Linked DNA regions of Mus musculus: region 1 is linked to region 2. A link is a contact called in public HiChIP or PLAC-seq data. All regions are on one chromosome and are shown on one strand. Each heading gives the region's core, a stretch centred on a gene start, on an enhancer-like site or on the middle of the called end of the contact. The rest is flanking DNA. Distances are from core to core; before and after follow the strand shown. Region 1 has its middle 35 kb from the start of Gm35992. Region 2 overlaps Hdac4 (histone deacetylase 4).

Region 1 (4,251 bases), core at 511-3,010, 310 kb after region 2:
GCAACCTTACTCAGAAAATACTTTTGCAAGGGCATCCACCCAGCCGTGGCCTGCCCGAGTTTGGACGGGCGCCACCTTGTTATTGATCCTTGAACACTCCTGTTTTAAGTCTCAGTGGAAGAAATGGCTGTTTCAAAACAGCTTGTGTGAGCCTCTCCATCTCGCCTGTAGAAATGTCCCCTTGTCTCTGTATCCTTGAATCTGCGGTGAGCTCCCCAGTCTCTGAAAATGTACTTGCTACTTGCGAGGTGACAGGAACGGAGAAGGGCAGGTTTAGGTGACACACTAAGGCCCTTTCAAGTCTTACCCCACACACGTCGTGTCAGCCAGCACTGTGGTAATGTTTTTAGGCACCAAGAGAGGACACAATCTGAAGGTGTCACCAAGGCATCAAGACAGCTACTCCCCCATAGGGCCAGGGGCTGCTGTCATCTAAGTGGCTTTTACTGAAGACTGGCTTGAATTTAAAATCTGATTTGATGCAGGGTAAGAACTAGAAAAACTGTAACCATAGCCTGTGGCTGTACTTCCCGGACTCATTCATGTCAGTGAGACAGACACAGAAGGCCTCTGTATGACCAGGAGACAGTGACCAGGAAAGCAATTGGAAGGTCCTAAGCTCAGGAAAGGGCTGGGGCTTTGAGTTGCTCTGGGCTGGATAGTGGGTCTTATATCAGAGACCTGGCCCTCAAGTGGGGACATAGTGTGAGTGTGGTCGACCAGTAAGCTCCTCTTTGCTACTCTATTCAAAATAAAAACAAACTCACCTTGGGACTGACCTCAGGAATCGGATCCGTGGTTGCTGAATGCTAATGGAGAAGCAGCTTAGTGGCCAGGGCTTGGGGGAAAGGGTCCCTGCTTCCCAGCTGTCACCCACGCTTGGCCTTGGTGGCACCACCCAGCCCTGCTCTCTACCAGGGCTCCTCATAAGCGGAACTGGCACCCATTCCTGTCTGCTTACCACTGTTGTCCCCTTCAGTGCAGTGCATTCCCCTAAAGCGTGTCCCCTGTCCTCATGGTGGCCCTGTCCTCTCCTGCCCTTGGCTCAGTATCCTCAGACCAGGTTGTTCTAACCCCACTTGGTTTCCTCCCCTCAAGCACAGTGGCTGAGTCTATGTCTGATTATGTCTCTCATTTGCACTTTGAACATCGGCAGGCTGTTTTCCTGAGAACCCTAGCTGCCATCCGCTTCCTGCAAGAAACAGCTGGCCCTTTGGAGTGTTGTCATAAGATACCCACCCTATGACTGATGCCAGCTCTTGGGCAATATAGCCTTTGGTTCTTGGTTCTCATGCCCTCTCTCCATGGCCCACACAGAACCTTCTGAGACCGTCTTCTTACTTCTCGAATGCGCTTTCAGTCTCCCACCTCCAGCTCTTCAAATGTAAGCCTTTTATCTCTCTTACCTCTGCCCAGCCAGAAAGCTCTATAGCAAATATATCAGGAATGTCTTCTTGGGGCTGGGTCACTGCCATGCACAACAGCCAGTTGGCAAGAACAAGGGGCTGGTCCCATGATGTTCAGGATGCAGACCAAGGTGGGGGAGAGAATGCAGAGGAGGGAGAGAGGGTGCCAGGGCAGATGCTAAATCTGTCACCAACCTGCAGGTGTGAGGGCCCAGCCTGGGTGTTGGGAGACAAGATAGGTCTCTTTCCTGCCAGAACATCTTCATGGCAGCTCCAGTTCCAAAGGCGTGGGTGACAGCTGGAGTGGCTGACCTCACTCAGTAAACTGAGCTCCACTGTAATCCATCTGCCTACTGGACATGCCAGCACCGGCTCACATAGCTGCCAAGCTTGGTGAGGACTGTGGGTGAGCACTGTTGTCTCTCCCATTTCCCTGCCTCCCTTGGAGTGCACCTCTGGAGACCTGGTCCAGAGAAGTTAATGTGCCCCACGCACACAGTGAGCAGGAAGCTGGGCTACCTCTCATCCTGGCCGGTGTGTTCCTGCCATACCTGGGCTGCCCAGTGCCCCTCTTCACATGTAGCCTTCTGCTCTCCAGCTCTCATTTCTAAAGACAGCCTGAGATATCGGGGTCATATACCATTCTCCGTTCCCAAGGGCTGCAGCACTCTAACATGACTCTCTTGGTGGAAATAGCCTCAGGACCCTGAAAGCCAACCTACCCCAACTTGCAAAGAAACTGGTAGACTCTGAGGCTCACCCTTCTCTCCAGTTCCTCAGATGTCTGGATTTCCAGCCCTTTCTCTCTTGCTCCACCCTCCTTGTTCCTGGGGCACTAAGGCAATTGCAGATGCCTATGAGAAGAGCCGCTCCCCTCTGCACAGCCAACCTTGAGGCTTTCAGGAGGGCTCCACCCACTCCTGATCACCCCAAACTACCTGGTTCAGTCTGTAGTTGGGAGTTGAGGATTTGGGGTGGAGTAGGGCACGTAGATAGGAGTTGAGGCTGCAGAAGCTACAGTGCTCCATGGTACAAGCTTTAGAGCCCAGGCTGTGGGCAGAGATCATAGAGGGTCTAGGACCCCTGAGGCAGAGAATGGAGTTGGAGGCTAGATTGTGTGCTAGAAGCAGTGGAGGAATTAGCTAGGGGAGGAGGATCCAGGCAAACTAAATGCTGGAGAGTGATAAAGGGACTTTTCCTTCCCACTGAGGCCCAGGGCTAGTGCCTGCCTGGCTGCTGGGGGGCCAGGACCCAGAGACAGCTAGTCTTCTTCTGTTGTAGTGATGTCCCCAGCCCAACAGATACTGTATGGGAACTGCCAGACCTATGAGTCTTGAACAAGCCAGGAACCGAGCAGATCTGCTGGGAATGCCTAACAGAAGCCCTCCAAGCTCCTTACCCCTATTACCATGAGTGAAGGATACCTCCTTCCTTGGATAAGATATGGGACTCCCCATCATCCCAGTTAACTCTAATGGAGGGCTGATAGTCACCATTCTGGGTCAGGACTGATGGTCACTCAGGTCTGGTTAAGTATCAGACTGTGGCTGGAATACAGGTCACTGGGTCCCACAGGTCACATGGTGCTTTGGAACTGGCCCTCCCTACCTTCTTCTGGGTATTTGAACCTGCCTCTACTTCCTCATCTTGCTCTCACTGCAAAGCCATGCCTCTTCTCTCTGCCTGGAGCTGGGCCCCTCCCCACACTGAGAGAAAGCACAACCACACAGGTTTGATGGGGCAGAATCCAAGTTTCAGGCAAGACGTGGCTTAGAAGCCTTCACTCTGCCCATCCCCCCTGCTGTCCACATGCCAGATGTTCAAGGCGAGTGTCACTGGTCCACACAGCCTATGAGACACCAACAGTCAGCTTGTGAAAGTGGGCTGCCCCTTCCTCGGGGTTGCAAAGTGAAAGGCAGCCCCACTTCTCAGCTCCTCATCACCAGTGTGAGAAACTGAGCAGGGCCTGGTCCCCAGCGAGTACAGAGTAAGTTCCGAGTTCTTGAGCAGCAGTTCTCAACCTGGAGGTCTTGACCCCTTTGTGGGGTTGCATATCAGATATTTACATTATGAGTCATTTAAAAGTAGCAAAATTACACTTATGAAGTAGCAAGGAAATAATAACACAAGGAACTGTATTAAAGGGTTACAGCACCAGGAAGGCTGAGAGCCACCGCTCTTGAAGGATGCTACTGGGGGCTAAGGGCACTCACTTCAGTCAACACATCACACGTGGAACTCAGCTCCACAGAGCATGTGCAAGCCTCTTCCCCTGTTGTTAATTAGGACGATTCATCCCGTTGACAGCTATGGGAGACTCTGTGTCAGGTTGAACAGAGACCAGGACAGGCTTTAGGGTACTAGCTTTTCTTAGTCAGGGCTACTGACATGATGAGACAAAGACATTGCAGGTCTTATGATCGCCATGCCTGATCACGATAAAGGCTAATCTTCATTGTCTACTTGATTGCTTTAGAATCACCTAGAAGGCATTCTTCTGGGTACATCTGTGGGGGTGTTTCCAAAGGGTTTTAACTGACATGGGAACACCTACATTTAGTGTGGATGGGGTCATCCCTTGGGTTGGGTTCTAGACTGAATAAAAAGGGGCAAAGGAGACAGAGCGATACCAGCCTTCATCTCTCTCCTTCCTGACTACAGGCACAACATGACCTGCTGCCTCATTCCTGCCACCCTGCCGTCCCCACCATGGTGACCGTTTCCCTCAGACTGCTGTAAGCCTAAATTACCCTCTTCTTCCCCGGGTTGCTATTGTCTGTGTCTTGTTATAGCAAACAGCAAAGCGACCACTAACGCCCTCACATATGTCCTGTCAGAGAGGAGA
Region 2 (4,668 bases), core at 1,887-4,386:
CACTCTCAAAGGACCCCACTGCAGACCCAAAGGCCCATCTGATGTCATATTGGTAAAAGCCTACGCTTAGCCAAGCAAGAAGCCAAGTGCCAGTACTTGGACAGACAAACCGCCTGTACTTTGCTTCTGCCCCTTCTCTGAATGAAGCCACTGCAGAGCTATGTGTGAGCCTCAAGAACAGTGTGTGCCATAGAAGTGGTCCAGATAGACACTCAAGTGAAGAGCCTGTTGCCATGGTAAAATGAGCACCCTCTTGAAAAACATGTTTACCCAACCAACTGCAGCCAATAAAGTGTGCTCCTGGCGGGCAGCATGAACGTTCATCAGCGTGGCTTCTGCACTTACACTGTGCCAAGGGAGAGGCCACTGTGATTCTCATTTAAAGCAGAAGCCGAGTCAGTCTCAGGGCTTACAAAATTGATTCCAAATTAAAGTGTGAGAAACAATGTGGAGGAAAGGTACGTTTTAAATGACCAACACAGGGCCAGAGAGATGGCTCAGTGTGAGTAAAGACACCTGCTACCATATCTGACAATTGGAGTTCAGTCCCTAGGATGCATACAGTGGAAATAGAGAACCAACTCTTGAAAGCTATCCTCTTTTACACATGTATCATAGCATGCATCGCCTACTTACCACCCAAATGCACATATGTATACACACAAAATTTTAAAAACACAATAAACAATAAAAGAACAAATTACCAACTTGATGAAGAAGCACCACTCCTACTGCAGGCTGGAGCAGTGTGTCAAGAATGGGCTCTGTGGGAGCTAGAAAGCTCTAAGTAAAGTGCAGGGCTGCTCACTATACAGCACCTGGAAACAGGTGGCTATGCAGACATTCACTGGGTTAGGGCAAGAGCCCTGTATGTCCTCCCTCCAGAAAGCCCCTCCACACTGCTCTGGTTGCTGTGCTTCATCTGCCTATACATAAGCACTGAATCCAAGGGAAGGAGGCAAGAACGTTGCCTACTGGAAGGAACTCAAGTTTAGAAGGAAGTTCAAGGACAACACTGGTGGTATATGCCTGAACCAGACCCTGGCCATAAGGTGCTGATGGTCAGCAACTTAGGAACCTGACTTTGATCAGAGACCTAAATGTGGCTATCCTGTATCCCTGCTTCTGGCTAAGCCTTTAGGGTCTTCTACTCACGGATACAGGGTAGTCTTGAACCAAGAGATCCCCTAAACCTTCTTCCTGGGTAAACTAACTGACAATACTGAGCACATAGACTTGAATAAGAAAGGTACCTTGTGCTTGTGGTCCCTGGCATTCCCGTTGCCACTCCCACCCAGCAAGTCCCAAAGCTGGCCTAGGTTACCAAATGACTAGAGCTCTGGCCCCAGGACTCTGCTTTGTCCATAGAGTAAAGCTGGGGAGAACTCTAACACCAGAACCCTGGTGTTCGGCCTCAAGATACAGCTCTCCTGCAGAGAGTCCATAGGACTCAGAAGGGAGGTGTGAGCCACCACACAGATCCTCTTGGTACCCATCAACAGGTTCTGACAGCACACTGACTTCTGACCTAGCCCTTTGGTCTCCACTGAATCTGCCAGAGCTAAACTGTCAAAGGGTAGGAGCAGACAGAGCCCAAGGAATAAGTAGGCCTTGGTCTAACAGCCTGCCCAGCCATAGGGCCACCAAGCAACCAAAAAGGCAATTGGATCTTCATGTCCAACAGAAGCCCACTGTGGCCCATGAGCTAATCTCTCCTACCACACATAGTAGGATCAGCAAGGCTTCTGCCCTCCTCATCAGTGAGGCAAGGGATGTTTCTACTTTCCACACCTTGGCTCAAGCAAGGTTCATTAGAAGCCTTTTATTTGAGCTTTGCTTGCTCCCTGGGCAGGGGCTCTCTCACACACAGGGATAAGGACTGGATTACTCTCCTTGCCTTGCCTTTTTAACCTCTTATTACAAAATGAAACAAGATGAAAAAGTTATCAGGCCAGTTTTGTAGAACGACATTATTTCCATGTTTTCAGGGTAAGGAATTAAAGTGAGCCATCTCCGTTTAGAAAGGGGAAGACTTCCTGAAGGAACCTCAGGGTAAGCTCCTTCCTCAGTCCTCAGGGGGCACAGTAGGTAACAGCTGCTGCTACATGCTGGGGTTTTAACTGTCCCCCTATTTTGAGCTCACATATACGATCCTTAAACTTGCCACTCTCTTGGTTAAATGTCTCAAGCTATTTAATGTGCCTTGATTTCCTGGGGTAAGTTACATCACCTTTCTCAGGTAGAGACACATAGGGTCCCTGGTGGGCTTAGTCTGTGGCCACTTTATTTTAGAATATGAGTTGATTAGGGGTGATAATTAGCCTATAATCAATCACACAACTTTAAATTCTTAAGTGTCTAGTTAAACAGTGATAATTTGGCTTAAATAAAAACTCATGAAGAATTAATGAAACCATGGCACGGCCTCACAGCTTGCAAGCTGTCTTTTTCTGTGTGTTACCTCACCCTGGGAGAGGAGGCAGGTGTGACTCCTATAATTTTGCTGACATGACTTATGATCTACATATTAACAAGGCTGTATCAAAGATGCTGGCCACAAGAGCATGCCATCTGCCCATCTCTAATTTTCACAGGAGGATACCATTAGGAATGCCTAGCAGCTCTTTCAACATCAAGTATACAACCTTTAAAAGGATCATCTGAGTTAACTTCAAGAACACGACAGGCCAATCATCCCTGCCAGTGAACCCATATACTGGTCACAGGGATAGTTGAAGTGGAAACTTAAGGGTTCACGGAGAGTCAGTTGTTCTGGATGGTGTTTTGCTGGGCAAACACATGAAGGAGTGTTTTCCTGAAGTGGACACAGGTGAAAGACTAAGGCAGACTCATGAAAGAACATTTCACTGAAGCAGATACTGGAGAGGATGTTCTGCTAAAGCAAGTACTCAAAAGCACACATGACGAAGGATTCTTTTTTAACAACATGCATGTATTGGTCCATCTTACATTGCATAGTTGAGCTGCATTTGTCAGGACTCCATAGAGAGAATCACAGTAAAAAAAAATCTTCTGGTGGTGTACTGCAGTTTCTTGCCACTTCCAGGGACTCAGGCTGATTGGCAGAGTAATATCAGCTGAGACAGACGCACATGCTGAAGCAAGGCACAAGGTAGACATGTGATGTTTGGAGGGTATAATTAGTACTCGATGGAGTGATGGAGACAGGCTGGGCTTGCTAGTACGGCTGTGCAATGCTTGCGGGTCTCGTGTCTTCCCTTCTCTGAGAGAGGCACAGCCAAGAACTTCTCCTGCTGTTCCATCTAGTCACTTCTGCTGACTCGAGCCCAGGCTAAGGCCTGGCTGTGTCTGCTAGGTCCTGTTACCAGTGTTGCTACCTACCGAACTGGATTACTGGTGTATCTGAAGTGAGAGTGGATTGAGCTGCCACTGCCTGCTAACCTGTGAACCGAACTGCCAATTTCCAGACAACACAGACAGGAGTTGCTCCAAAGAACCTTTTTAAAGAGGTCCACTTCCCTACCCCTTATCTTTTCTTTTCCACTTTCTATGGTGAGTGGTGGGTTACAAGGGAGGTTAAAGCATTTAAGAACCATCATTAAAAATATGATTTGAAAAAAAATTAAACTTATAGATACTGGAGCTAGAGAAATGGCTCAGAGTTTAAGTGCACTTGCTGCTTAAGGACTAGAGTTCAGTTCACAGCACCCACGGTAAACAGCTCACAACTGCCAATAACTTCTAGCTTCAAGAAATCCAAATCCGATGCCTTCCTCTGGCCTCTACAGGCACAGCTGGGGGTACTGAATGCTTAGGGACTGGCAGGGCAGGATGTACAGAGGGCAGCTGGGGGGTGGGATGGACTTCCCATTGCAAATCCGGCAGTATAGCTCCAGCGGTGGAAAGACTAAGCTGCTCAGCTGCTCCTCCTCAGTTATAGGGCAGAGATATAGCCAGCTGGAACAGTTTCCATAGTAGCACTTCCCTGTTTCTTAGAGCCTGTTACAAGAAAACCACAATCACGCTTGGTCCAAAGGATACTAAAGTGAGTGTTGTAACAACTGAAACTCTTTTCAGTCAGAAGCCAACTGTACAGCACTGAGACTTCCCATTGCAAATCCAGCACTATAGCTCCTGACCTCCAGGTCAAGCTGGCCAGTCCCCTACCAAGGAAAGTAAAAGGGTCATTGGGGTCTCTGAACAAGAGCCAACATGTGTGACTGATGGGGCACACTTTGATAAAGAACAGCAGGGGGGCACTCTGAAGGTACTTGCCATGCACTGAACAGAGCTTTATCTTAACAAACTAAAGCTGATGACAGGGGGAGGCAGAGCTATTACCTGTGTTGAGTTCTGCTGCATCTTCATTCCGTATGCTCAGTTTACTAATGTTTTCATGCCTAAGGCATTCTTTTTAAAGCTTTAAAAGAAGCTGTAACCTTGGGTACTTTAAGGTACCCTAAACTTGTGAGCTGGACTGAAAAGTGAGTGAGTGTCACCTAAGACTGCTGCCCACTCTTCCCTCAGGCAGTGCCCATGCTTCCAGTCTCCACTTCCTAACTTCTAGGAGCCCAACAGCTGAAGAAGCAGCCAAGGACAGGGTTTGTTCTGGGCTCTGTGTGGACTACAGCTCTCCAGAGGGTACCTACACTGGAGGATTGAAGAAGAGAGGCATCACTCCCAGAG

The links. HiChIP or PLAC-seq counts read pairs in DNA pulled down with a chosen protein or histone mark.
Region 1: an H3K27ac HiChIP or PLAC-seq map of heart atrium shows a contact between it and region 2, with 10 times the contacts expected there. The contact joins two enhancer-like sites. A contact is called at or near these places in 1 of 484 Hi-C or Micro-C datasets (bone marrow-derived macrophages) and 4 of 115 datasets of contacts at active chromatin or transcription factors (cardiomyocytes, embryonic stem cells and heart atrium).

The regions. Positions count from the first base shown.
Region 1 is chr1:92,342,296-92,346,546 of GRCm38.p6, forward strand. No RefSeq gene overlaps it. Among named protein-coding and RNA genes, the nearest start is that of Gm35992, 35 kb to the right of the region's middle. Within about 2 kb of position 1,761, at least 22 of the 459 cell types and tissues checked have an H3K27ac peak or open chromatin away from gene starts, as enhancers often do. A contact at or near this core is called in heart atrium, where this site is marked.
Region 2 is chr1:92,030,490-92,035,157 of GRCm38.p6, forward strand. All of the region lies in intron 3 of Hdac4 (histone deacetylase 4), which reads right to left. Among named protein-coding and RNA genes, the nearest start is that of Hdac4, 150 kb to the right of the region's middle. Within about 2 kb of position 3,137, at least 31 of the 459 cell types and tissues checked have an H3K27ac peak or open chromatin away from gene starts, as enhancers often do. A contact at or near this core is called in heart atrium, where this site is marked.